Linked DNA regions of Mus musculus: region 2 is linked to region 1. A link is a contact called in public Hi-C data. All regions are on one chromosome and are shown on one strand. The core of a region is the stretch at or near the end of the contact, and the rest is flanking DNA. Distances in the headings are between cores, read along the strand shown. Region 1 overlaps Ramp1 (receptor (calcitonin) activity modifying protein 1). Region 2 holds the start of Scly (selenocysteine lyase).

Region 1 (6,074 bases), core at 1,475-3,974:
GGGTGTGGCGCACAGCCTTGTCATCCCAGCACTTACAAAGCAAAGAAAGGAGAATCTAGAGTCTCAGCTCAGCCTAGAACACAAAGGGAGGGCCTGCCTTAAAACAGGATGGGGGGAGAAACAGGAGGAGGACGGCAGGAGGTGGAAGAGGAAGCTATAGCAAGAGAGACTACTGGGATTAGAAAGCATCAAAGAGCATACTTTTGAGCCCTCGTTGCATTTTCAGAGGACTGGGATTCAATTCCCATCACCCACATGGTAGCTCAGTATCCTTATTGATTGGGGCACCAGGCATACATATGCATGCATGCATGCATGCACGCAGGGAAAACAGTCATATAAAATAAAATAAACAAATCTCATCTTTAAAAGGCCATTCTTTTGCTGCACTGCATGGCAGGTGGAGGGGTCGGTGAGGTGGAGGTCAAGATAGGAGAACTTACACAAACTGAAAGACCGAGGAAATGAAAGGAAGGCATTGCAGAGGGCTCTGAGAGCTGTGGGCACGTCCTACCATCACGTGCAATAAATTCCAACTTATCCATCACTCCCAGAAGCGGGAGTGGGATGCAGCAGAAGAGATATTTGAAAAGATAATGGCCTGAGACTTGCCCCAATTTAATGAAAGACGTTAAATAAAAACACTCAGGGTCAGAGAACCCCAAGAAGGATTAGAAACAAAGCAGCAGCAACCAACAAATACACAGAGACTACCAAACACACATTAAAGCCTAAATAATGGAGAGTCTCAGTCATAAAAACACACAGAGGGCTCAGGATGCCCATGGGAACTAGTGCTGACTTCCCTCCAAGGTTGGGCAAGCCAGAGACCACAGGCCAAGGAAGTCCCACTGCTGGCAGCCTAGAAGCCAGCACTCAACATCCTTTAAATATGGGGATAAAAATAGGGGCTTCTTCATTTTCATTTTAAACAACTAAAGCAGCTCAGAGAGTCAGCAGGCCTGCACTTTAAAGAAGGTTAAAGAAAGTTCTTCAATCAGAAGATAGACCAAGGAGGACTCTGGATCCATACAGAAAAGGGAAAAGCCCCAAAATGGTGGCGAAGAGATTAAAACTATCTTTTCTTACTTTAATCTAGAAAGTCTATCAATGGAGCAAAGGCCAGATATCAGCCCTGAGGAGACCCTCAGGGCATCTAAAAGGCTTTTTTTTTTTTTTTTTTTTTTTTTGGTCAAAAGTGGAGGCTTTCCAAATCCAGGCATTCCTCCGCCCAAGTGTATCATGAGATCTTTAAATTGCTAGGCCAGTTTGCCACAGGCCTCCCCCACCCTCAGCTGCCTTTGTGTCAGGCACCCTGTCCAGATCTTTCAGCCCACATCAGTGGTAATTCGGATGAGACACAGGGAAGGAGAGAGTGGACAACCCTCTCCCCCGCTCACTGGCCCTGGGGTGCATGGTCTGAGTAAGCAAAAGATCCAAGGTTCCGTTAGAAAACACACGTGGGAAAAGCTGTAAGAAGTTGAGACAGCCTGGATCTCATCATGAGATCCAACACAGCAAGGACTAAATGTGTTCTTTAAAGTCAAAGGCCACATTTGCAGTTGACACTGGTTAACTGAGCACTGGTGGTGTAGACTATCCTTCTCGACCCAAACCCAGAGATGGTTTTGATGACAGAGCACCCAGAACAATGTCTTCTGTAGCCTGGGAATGTCTCTGGCAGAAGATGCCTTCTCTCTCTCTCAGATAACCAGAACAGTTCAGAGTCCCTGATTCTGGAAGCCAGGTCACCACAGATTACACTCTACGGCTGTCTGGGGCTGAGTGTGTAGCCTGCTATTCTGGGACCAGGATTCTATTTTTGATTGAAGCCACCTATGCCTAAAAATATCTGTGGTGCAGGGATGGCTGCCCACTGGATCCCGTTTGTTTAGGCAGAAGTGACAGCTGAGGTTTTCAGTAACAATTGTGCATGCTCTGTCAGTTCGGATGAGATAAAAGGATTCCCCTTAGAGGTTGGACATGCCTCTGCTAAAAGAACACAGAGATAGCCAGAGGACCCAAAATAGTTAGAAAGCGTGCCCTGGCTCTAACTCACTAATTTTCAGTTCTCATGTAACTGAATAATTATCCTTTTTAGGTTAGGACTTGCTATTCTGGGTTTCTAAGCAAACTTTGCTTGGAATGTCCCAGAACACTTCAGTGGGAGTTTTCCAAACGCCTGGATCTCGAGTCATGCATGGCTCTGGGCTCCTCGGTACGTGGCAGCGCACTGATGCACACAGTGAGGCTGCTCCTCTGGGGATAACTTGAGGTTGCAGTTGTTCCCCCTTCTGGCCCCAACTTCCCCTAACAACGAGTATCTGAGCCTGTGTCCTGGCACACATCATCTGGGTTTGAGTCCCAGCTTCCTCTCTTCTCTCAAGCAACCATAAGGACTTCATCTCACATGGCCATGTGTTGGTAACCTCATCTTAGAAAGAGGATCGGCCCCCTCCCCAAATGACTGGACAGACTAATTAAATGAAGTAAAGGGACAGACGGAACGGGCCCCTCAAAGCCACAAATTTTCTCCTTGCCTCTTCTCTGACGACCACTAGTGTGAGGCTCACTGTGTGCTTTGTGTCCTATAAACTTCTGTCAAGTCTGACTAACAAGGGGCATCTAATTCCTCAGAAACTCCAAGGAGAAACCCTGGGGTTTGGTTCACTGCCTTGGCATTTGCCTTTGCCTCCCATCCCCAGCATGGTCACAGCTTGGAAGCTCTAGCAGCTTCTAACACTGTTGAGACAGGATGCTGTCCCACCCCCAGCTGACCCACTTGGGGCTAGCCTCAAGATCCTGGTGAGATGCCAGCTGACACGGGTTGATGGAGGGGGTGGGGAAGCCAGCAAACAAACATGCAGACAGAGAGGTCTGTGGCTGGCCAACTATGTATTTCTTCTGCAAATAGAAATAATTGGTGAGCACATCAGAAATGCTCTTGGGCAGAAACTTATGCAGAAACAAAGGAAGCTAGGTATGGAGGGTTGCCTGCAATCCCAATACTCAAGAGGCCAAGGAAGGAGGATCACAAGTTCAAAGCCATACTATACTACCTAGGAATAGCCTGCCTTCAAAAAAAAAAAAAAAAAAAAGTCACAAGGCATGGGTTCCACTCCCAGTATTTCATAAACCGATCTGTGTGGTCCATGCCTGTAATCCCAGCACTTGGGACGCAGACAGGAGGATCATGAGTTCAAAGTCATCCTTGGCTACGTACTGAGTTTGAGGCCAGCTTGGCCTACCTGAGACTCTATCTCACAACAAAACAAAATGTATGAAATGTGGACAAAGGCAGCAAGAGGAGGTGCACACTGAGGTCAAGATGATGAAAGTCAGAAACCAGCACATGGGAAAGGCACTTGGAGGGACCTCTACTAAGAAGTCAACTTTCAGAAAGAATTCTAGGGTGCAGGTGCAGGCAGGCACATCTTTCCATGAAGATGCTGAACAAAGCAAGTGGGTTGGTCCACATGGCAGCCTAAAGCCTGCAGATCTGGTGGAGTGCCCCTGTAGGAGAGCCATCCTTCAGGGGCTGTTCCCAATGCAGGGACAGTAGGCTGTGCTTCTCTGCACTTAATATACATTATTTTCATGGTTGCGTGGAAGTTTATTTTAGGAAGAAAACTACAGCAGAGGCCACTGTATTTCTAATCAGTGCCTCATTTCTGGGACAGCAGAAAGTGGGCAGTGGCATACCACATGGGACAGCCGCCTTCCTATTTCCTGGAGGTCACTGTGGCCTCTTGGGCATTGTAGGGACTAGGGCTGTCTGGGATGGGGCATGGCAGGGTCCTGTAGGTAGGAGGTGGACCGCTCTGACCCTCACTTACAAATGGGCTCTGATCCACTTTGGATATCTTAGCTCTCCTTTCCCTGTTGTACTGCTGGGACCTGATCCTAGTTAGCCTGTTCAGAACAGTCACCATCAAAGCAGAGGGGAGGGAAAGCAGAGGTCCTGGCATGCAGGCGAGCAGGCCTGGAGGCTGCTGCAGGGCAGCACAATGCAGTGCGGAACAAACACAGGCAGAAGGGCATTTATAGCACCATGGCCCAGAAATCCCTGTGTGTGTGTGTGTGTGTGTGTGTGTGTGTGTGTGTGTGTGTGTGTGTATGTGTGTGTGGTGTGTATGTGTGTATGTGAGTTGTGTATGTGTGTGGTGTGTGTGTATGTGTGTGTGTGGTGTGTATGTATGTGGTGTGTGTGTATGTGTGTGTGGTGTGTGTATGTGTGTGGTGTGTATGTGTGTGTGTTTATATGTGTGTGGTATGTGTGTATGTGTGTGGTGTGTGTGTGTGTGTGTGTGTGGTGTATGTGTGTGTGGTGTATGTGTGTGTGTTGGGGGTTGGGGGTCTGATAGATATACACAGCTTCTCATCTTCCTTGGGGAGGGGAGCTGATCATGCCTCCAAAGTTTAGCCCAAAAGTATTGCAAAAAGAACAAAAAATATTAAGAACCAACAATCTTGTCAAAAGTCTCCAGATCCATATTAGGCAGCAGGGAAAAGCCAACAAATTCCGAAAATAAAAGTCATAAGACAATAAATATTCCTTGTCTACAATACTGAAAACTAAAATGCTAGCAAAAAAGAAAAAAGAAAAGAAAGGAAGAAAGAAAAGAGAAGAGAAGAGAAGAGAAGAGAAGAGAAGAGAAGAGAAGAGAAGAGAAGGTCGGTCGGGCAGTGGTGGCGCAAGCCTTTAATCCCAGCACTTGGGAGGCAGAGGCAGGCAGATTTCTGAGTTTGAGGCCAGCCTGGTCTACAAAGTGAGCTCCAGAACAGCCAGGGCTAAACAGAGAAACCCTGTCTCGGAAAAAAAAAAAAAAAGAAAAGAAAAAAAGAAAAGAAAAGAAAAAAGAAGGATACTTTTAAAGAATGCACTCTACAGAAATGAAAGGTGACAAGCAGTTCAAGAGTCACCATGCTAAAACACTCCATTAGGGCAGCCATGGAAATACAATACTGCATGCATGTAAATGCTAATAAAATCAGCTCCAAAATGAATTCTGAGAAAAATGTAGAATTGTGAATTATTATTATTTAATATAATAGTAAGCAAAAGTCAGGAGCGGTGAATGGGAGTCCTGTAATCCTAAGACTCCAAAGGCTAAGACAGAAGGAGGTTTGATAGACAGACACATCTTCTCATCTTCATAGGGGAGGGGGGCTCCCCAGGAGTTGGAGGCCAGCCTGGGTTACCCAGTGAGGTCTCTGTGGGCTATGTAGGGAGAATGTGTATAAAAGAAAATCACTAAATATCCAAATCAAGACTTTAAAAAAGAAAGAGCCAGTGAGACAGACGGGGGGGGGGGAAAGCCCTTGGCTCTGCAAACCTGGCAGCCTGAGTCCGCTTCCTATGGGAAAGGTGGAGGGAGAGAAAGATACCACCAGGCTGACCTCTGACCTCCACATGCATGCTGTGGACTTGCAGCCCCTCCCCACCAGCATTCCCGCACTGTGGGAGGGGTGTGTGTGTGTTTAAAACCAATAAAAAGGAACTTACTGATACATTAAATACAATAACATGGATAGGAAAATTCAAAAGCTCTTTCTCCCTTCTTTCTCTCGATCCCTCTCTGTTCTCACAGGTTTCCAGCCAGCTTCTCTTTCTGTCCTCTCTGTCCTCTCTGTCCCCTCCTTCTCTGCCCTCATGGCTCTGCTCCCTCTCTGTCTACCTCTACCCGTTTTCTGGGTCCTCGTTCCTTTCCCTCCCACCAAATAAAGTGGTTCATGACTTTAGTCCCACCACCTGGAGGCCACCCTGTTCTACACAGGTCCAGGACAGCCAGGGCTTATACAGGGGGTGGGGTGGGTGGGGGAACAGGCATGATTCTTAAGAGCCTAATCTAGGGAGAGAAAGAGAGAGAGAGAGAGAAAGAGAGAGAGAGAGAGAGAGAGAGAGCAAGAGCAAAAACATCAACTATAAAACCAGTAAGTAAGTTAGAGCAGCAAATTAACATGTAAATAATATACAGTGCCCTGTGCATAGGGCTGCACGCCTTTAATCCCAGCGTCCAGATACAGGGCAAATATATCTCTGCAAGTCAGTCTTCTTTATGAGACCTTGCCTA
Region 2 (6,074 bases), core at 1,265-3,764, 82 kb before region 1:
TTGTTTGTTTTTTATTTGAGACACGGATTCTCAGTTTAGGTAGCCCTGGCTGTCCAGGAACTCACTTTGTAGACCAGGCTGGCTTTGAACTCTGAGAGCAGTCTGCCTCTGAGTGCTGGGATTAAAGGCACATGCCACCAAGTCAGGTTAGTATACACTTTCTCTAAGAGGCTTCTGGTTCCCTTTATTGTCATGGATTCTTCTAGATTACCTGACACATAGGAGCTGCTGGGGTTTCCCCAGGCTTCCTTCATGGCCTCTGTCACAGCCTGGATGACTTCGGGCTCTAGAGGTGTGGTGGCATTATAGTCCATATAGACCTTCCTGGAAGAGAGAATAGCCTGTAAAGTTTGGGGAGGCAGAGTATAGCAGCAATACTCTTTTGGGGGACCACAGTGAGGGTCTTCTGCATCTAGAGTGAAGGCCCAGGTAGGCTATTAGACCTCAGCTCTCCATGTTCTCCCTCCTGATGGGAGACACCATGGTTTCCAGTCACCCAGTAGCTGCCCCATACAAGATGGCCATAATCTCCCCTAGCATGAGGCTGACTGATGGCTGGAGGCCAGAGATGCGGCCCAACTCCAGGAAGGGAGGGAGGAAGGATCTGCCAATGGCTGGGGAGTCCCACATTCCCCTGGGTAATTTCCCAACAACTTGGAGCCATCTGCCCCTTCCAGTCCTCCAGGAACTGCCTCTAGGAAGGAGCTTTGTACTCATCTTTGCTGGAGGCTTCCCAGGGCTATGGCTGTCCCCTCCCTGGCTTTTACTGGGCAGGTCTCTCCCTGGGGCAACTTGCATTTTCAGTTTTTCTTGCCCCACCCCCACTCTACCTAAACTTTTTAAAGTCTGTGCTTCAGCAGATCTGTTTGGATGAGGCTCCAGGGTTCGATTGGAAACTGTAGGCCGCACGCAGCCTGGCCCTCTTCCTTCCCTCCCTCCCTCCCTGTCTTCCGCTGTGGACCCATTCATCATCTGACCCAAGAGTCACATGCTTAGTGTCCTCTCTAGGGAGCAAGTGATGAGCAGCTCCAGGAACAAGCAGGCTTTGTCTTCCTATGTAGGAACTTCATCCACAGGACACAGAGTTCAAAGCCCCAGAGACCCTCCCTAAGGAGAGTTATCTGCTTGTGTTCTCACCAGGGTCCCAGACCTTCGGAAATCTCTATGGTAGGCAATCGGGCCTGAAAACAGTCATTATTTCACTTGGTTTTACATCAAACCAGTGTTCAAGCCGATGCAGTGGTGAGCCAGCACACACTGCCCAACTATGTCCAGGGGAGCACGGCAGAACAGGCAGGAAGAAGCTTTCATCTCCTATCTTTGCTTTAAGTGCCACGCAGTCACCTGATCTTGCAAGGCTGGGCTTTGTAATGTGGACCTACCTGACCACCCTGGGGCTGGAATTCCCATTGCCGCAGGCTTTGCCTGTGTCCCAAGTCTGTTCCTTCCTAGAAATAAAGAGCCCCCAAAGTGCTGCACACCCATAGGCCTGCCAAGTGACTGGTTTTCCCATCTATAGCTTGGCCGAACTGGTTTATGGTTTGCATTTTATCAGCGATTGACTCTGTTATTAGCGGGCTTCCTAGAGAAAGTGAAACTGCTTAATAAACGTCTGGTATAGGCTCAAGCCACCAGGCTTAGGCCTTTATGAGACAGGTTCTCACTGTGTGATCCAAGCTGGCCTCCAAATCACAATCCTCCTGTCCTCAGTGTTGGGATTATAGGCAAGTTCCACCATATCGGAGAAGGCAGGAGTAGCCTGGACTACATATCGAGGCCTTATGGGGCTGAGGTGGAGGAGGGACCGGGGGTAAAAGAGAAAAGAGAAAGAAGAAAAAAATGAGATGGGGATGGAGAGGGGGCTTCTGGTATAACACATTCCTGGGTGGGAGAAGGCTGAGCCAGGACCTCCGGTTCCTTGCGCGCCAGGGGAGGAGGTCCCACAGCCCAGTGGACAGCAAGAGAAGGCAGGTCTCCCCCACTGTCCTGGTGCTCCTAGGGTTCCCGCCCCAAAGCCCACTTTAAACCTTCGGGTGGTCAAATGGGCCCCAAAGTCCCGTCCCCCCCCCCCGTTCCCCCCCGTCCCACAGCCACGCCATCCTAGACTCTAAGCAGCGGCGATTCTTGTAAAACGCAGATAATCGCGATTCGGCTGCCAGTTCCAACCTCCAGGAAGAGCCCATTCCCTGGGAAGAAGCCCGAAACGCGGGAGGATGATGTGGCCACACTCGGCACAGTTGTCACCCGTGGGCCCCCTTCTGCCCTCAGCTTGGGCGGTAGCCTGTTCTCTCCCGGTTCCTGTGGCCGGACGCTTCTGCGTGTCCCTTCCTCCCGCCTCACCATACACTCACTGAGGTCCCCCAGGTGTCCCTAGGCCCTGCGGGCTCCTTGAAGGGAGCGCACCTGTCGGGTAGGCTCTCCACACTGCCCAGCGCGCCATTTCGCGCCGCGTCCATCCCCCTGATCGCCGGCAGGTCACCCCAAGCCTGAGCGCCCCGAAGTCTCTGAATGGGCGGAGCCTCGGGTCCCGGAGTATCCGCATTGGCTGCGCTTCGCGCTTTGGCCAATCTGTGAGCCGCACGGGCCCTGCCTCCGCCCCTGACTGGTTGATTGGTCATGTGGGGTCAGGTGGCAGTGGGACGGAGCTGGAGACTACCTTAGTAGGGCCACCGCGCTGCCGGTCCTATCTAACCGGTCATCGGCAAAGCGCGCGCCGCTCATGGCGAGTCATCTGGGTGCTCCAGCTACTGGCACCGTGCTCTGGGAGCCCACCTCCCTGGGCTGTCACTAGTGACAGAAGGACCAGTGACTTCACCGGTCGCCGCAAAGTTCATGGAAGTAAAAGTGTTAGGATGCGCGGTGCAATGAGAGGCACCGCAGCAGCCAAGACTGAGCGCCTGGAAGGGTTGGCGGCTAGTGCTCGCTGGACATAGGATACCCCACATCCGCCTTCGCGAATGATTTAATTGCCTGAAATTAGGAAGTTATGTGTTGATACTTTTGAGGCGATCTAGATCAGAGGTGAGCTAAGCAGGGCTGTTAAAATTATGGAAGGTTATAGTCACTAGGCATGCACATGGTGCTCGTATGTAAGTGCAGACAGACGCATAAACAGACTCATACACATAAAAATCTTTTTTTAAACAATTGAAAGGCGTGAAGCAGGACAGTAGTAGTACTGGCCTTTCATCCCAGCCCTCCAGAGGCATAAGCTGGCCAATCTCTGTGAGTTCGAGGCCAGCCTGGTCTACAAAGTGAGTTCTGAACGTGTGTTTTATTTTTTATTTTTCAAGTATAATGCTAACTTTATTGTAAAATGAGATTCTCTGGGTGAAGCATCAGCAACACTAGTCCTGCCTGCCATTATGTGGATGAAAACAGCTAGACTTCTGTCTGTCAGTGAGACAGTAACAAGCACTGGATAGACATTGTAAGAAAACGGTGAACATGGCAACCGCTAATGCAGAGTGAACATTACCCAGCATGAAGTCAGTGAAAAACTGAACATGACTCTCATTGTATGGATTGAAATAAGAAAAAGAATATGGTAATTTTACCCATTACACTTTGTAAAATCAGAGACATGAATTTATAAGCAGTGCCTTTAATAAAGACGGTAATTTAATTTCAAATAAATATATTTGCTTTCTATTCCTTTATCGTGTATTTTATTATGTTTCTAGCTGGCAAAACCCACCCGATTATTGAACTCAGTAATAACCCAATCCATGATGCTCCATCTGTCATACATCTAACTCACTTTACATACACTGCAAGTTCACATAGCATCCCTATAAACTGCTAGAACCTCCCGAGCCCAGTGTGACTGGCCTTTTGGACAAGGCAAGGGAGGGTCCGTCTGAGCATCCTCAGATTCAGCCTGCTCTTCCCACAAGTGCCAACAAGGGGCAGCTCCTAGCTCTCCTGCTCCTCGTAGTGAGCGTAGCCACTGGCATAGGTCCTTCCTAAATTCAAGTTACTGAACAGATCTGATGACTCAGCATTTGAGTCCTTCCCATCTTCTTCCTCTTCATCCTCTGCTTCATCCTCCTCCTCCTCATCATGGTATCCAGTATCTCCATACTTGTCCGACGCATCATACCCTTCTTCTCCTCCAGTCTGCCTGCCAAATTTCAAGGAGCGTGTTGACATGTTAAGATCCTTTGTCTCCTGTGTTTCATGCCCACATTTAGGGCAAGGAGGTTGTTTTCCTTTTTCTTGCTTAAACACTTTGCTCCTTGTATGTTCATCACAGAAACAAGCCTTACAGCGGAGACATGAATGCTGGCCAAGTTGACTGCAGGAAACACATTTAAATGTTTCTGCTTCTAAAACTTGGCAGCTGGCTTGATGCTCAAACTGGTCATCTTCACAGAGAAAATTATGGCAAAACGAACAGCTGAATATTCTTCCTCCATGGTCCCATACCCCTTGCTCACATTCAGGCACAGGCATGGGTGCTAAGACACTTCCTCCCATGGCAAACCCAAGCTTCGCAGAAGTCACATATTGCACCCACCATAACAAGGCCAGTACTGTACACACCAGCATGCTTGATAACACAGTCTGAAGACTTCATCATACACTTTGTTTTCCCACACTGTGCACAAATTGGTAACTTCTGAACAGAATTACAACAATAGCAAAATGCTCTATTCTTCTGCCGCCTCTGACATTTGTCGCATTCCATTGAAGCATTGCATGGGTGTTTGGCTAGGTCGACAGTACTTCTTGATGCTCGCAGTTGTTTCTCGAGTTCTCGGCGGTTCTCTGCCTTCTTCCTCACACCGGTCTTTTTCTTTGGCATGTTCCCTTCTTTCGCAGTGGCCGAGGACGCAGAGGAGAGGGCGAGCCTGAACGTGTGTTTTAAAGTGTCACATTCACTCTGAAACCCACCCAATCTTCGTCAGCATGAAGAACTGAACACCTACTTAGCTGAATGATGGTTAAGTGGTGCTGAGCTGACTGCATCCCAGGCAGTCCTCTATGAAATTAGACTCGGGCTCCTGCTTCCCCTTTCTCAGATTCTCGTCTTTATCTTAGATGATGTGGACCATCCTGGGCCTTCACTTCCTGTCCTTAACATTGACTTTGTTATCACACAACAGCAATGTAACACACCTGTAACAGCTCCCTGGGACAGTTTGACACATTCTTGCAATTCCTGATGTTACACCAGACACTATAATGACACACATCATAGCTTTCATCATGTGGCTTGCGTGTAGTAGCCAATCGTCGAGCTCCAAACTCCTCCCGGATGCAGGTGTCCCATACACTGAACTTTGCCAGCTGTTGCAGAGGCCCAAGAGTGGCGCCATATACTTGTGGAATTCCCTGCTCAACCAGGTCTTCATCACCATCCCCCTGGGCTGTCAACCAACAGGAGGACAAGTGGCTTCGCCTGTTGCTGCTAAGTTGGTGGAAGAAAAGTGCTGGGATATGTGGGACAGCGACGGACACAGCAGCAGAGAAAGGGCTGGCAGCTAGTGCTTTGCTTGCCCACCAAGGGGTAGTGATGGACACAGCAGCAGCCGAGTTCCAGGAAGGGTTGGCGGCTAGGCTAGTACTGTGCTTGCCCACCAGCCTGAGCTTGAACTGGACCCGCAGCTCTCCCAGTAAGGCTGTCTTGCTGATCCTGCAGGATAGTGTGGGTAAGGCAAATGCACTCCGCAAAGGCTGAGGGGGGTGGGAGAGTGCAGTATGGATGGCTCCGCTACCTTCTAGATCCAAGGACACAGGACCGATTTTCCACTTTAGATCTCTTGTCTCTTTCCGCGGTGCTTTGCAGTCCTCAGGGCATAATACTTGTGGTTTTTTGATTATTTTTGTGGTAATAGTTATGGAACCGAGAGCTTTGCACACACTAAGAAAGCCCCAGTGTTTATCAAATCGACTACTACTCTGTTCTTTTAACATTGCTATGGTGGAATTATTTTTCATTATTTCACTCATTTAGTGATAGTGTACATGATTGATTGGTGCTCTATACATTGGTCCATCATGCTTTGCAGCATAGGGAAAAAAAAACATCGCTGTTCTTACTGAACTGATTCAAATCAAGAAAAAGGCTT

What was found. A called contact is a pair of places that touch in the nucleus more often than the background predicts.
Region 2: a contact with region 1 is called in a Hi-C map of bone marrow-derived macrophages, with 2.2 times the contacts expected there. The contact joins the promoter of Scly here to the enhancer-like site in region 1. A contact is called at or near these places in 3 of 39 promoter capture datasets (erythroid cells, macrophages and pre-B cells), 4 of 484 Hi-C or Micro-C datasets (the G1E-ER4 cell line, bone marrow-derived macrophages, nephron progenitors and 1 more), 6 of 115 datasets of contacts at active chromatin or transcription factors (bone marrow-derived macrophages, double positive thymocytes, embryonic stem cells and 1 more) and 2 of 9 other capture datasets (adipose tissue and liver).

What each region holds. Positions count from the first base shown.
Region 1 is chr1:91,212,866-91,218,939 of GRCm38.p6, reverse strand. The region is part of intron 2 of Ramp1 (receptor (calcitonin) activity modifying protein 1); the gene reads right to left. Among named protein-coding and RNA genes, the nearest start is that of Ube2f, 34 kb to the left of the region's middle. Within about 2 kb of position 2,724, at least 98 of the 459 cell types and tissues checked have an H3K27ac peak or open chromatin away from gene starts, as enhancers often do. A contact at or near this core is called in adipose tissue, bone marrow-derived macrophages, double positive thymocytes and 1 more, where this site is marked.
Region 2 is chr1:91,294,778-91,300,851 of GRCm38.p6, reverse strand. It overlaps Scly (selenocysteine lyase), which reads right to left and starts at 2,514. Exons shown (of 12, transcript NM_016717.3): 1 at 2,404-2,514; 2 at 212-324. The coding sequence starts at 2,456. It also overlaps the pseudogene Gm7785.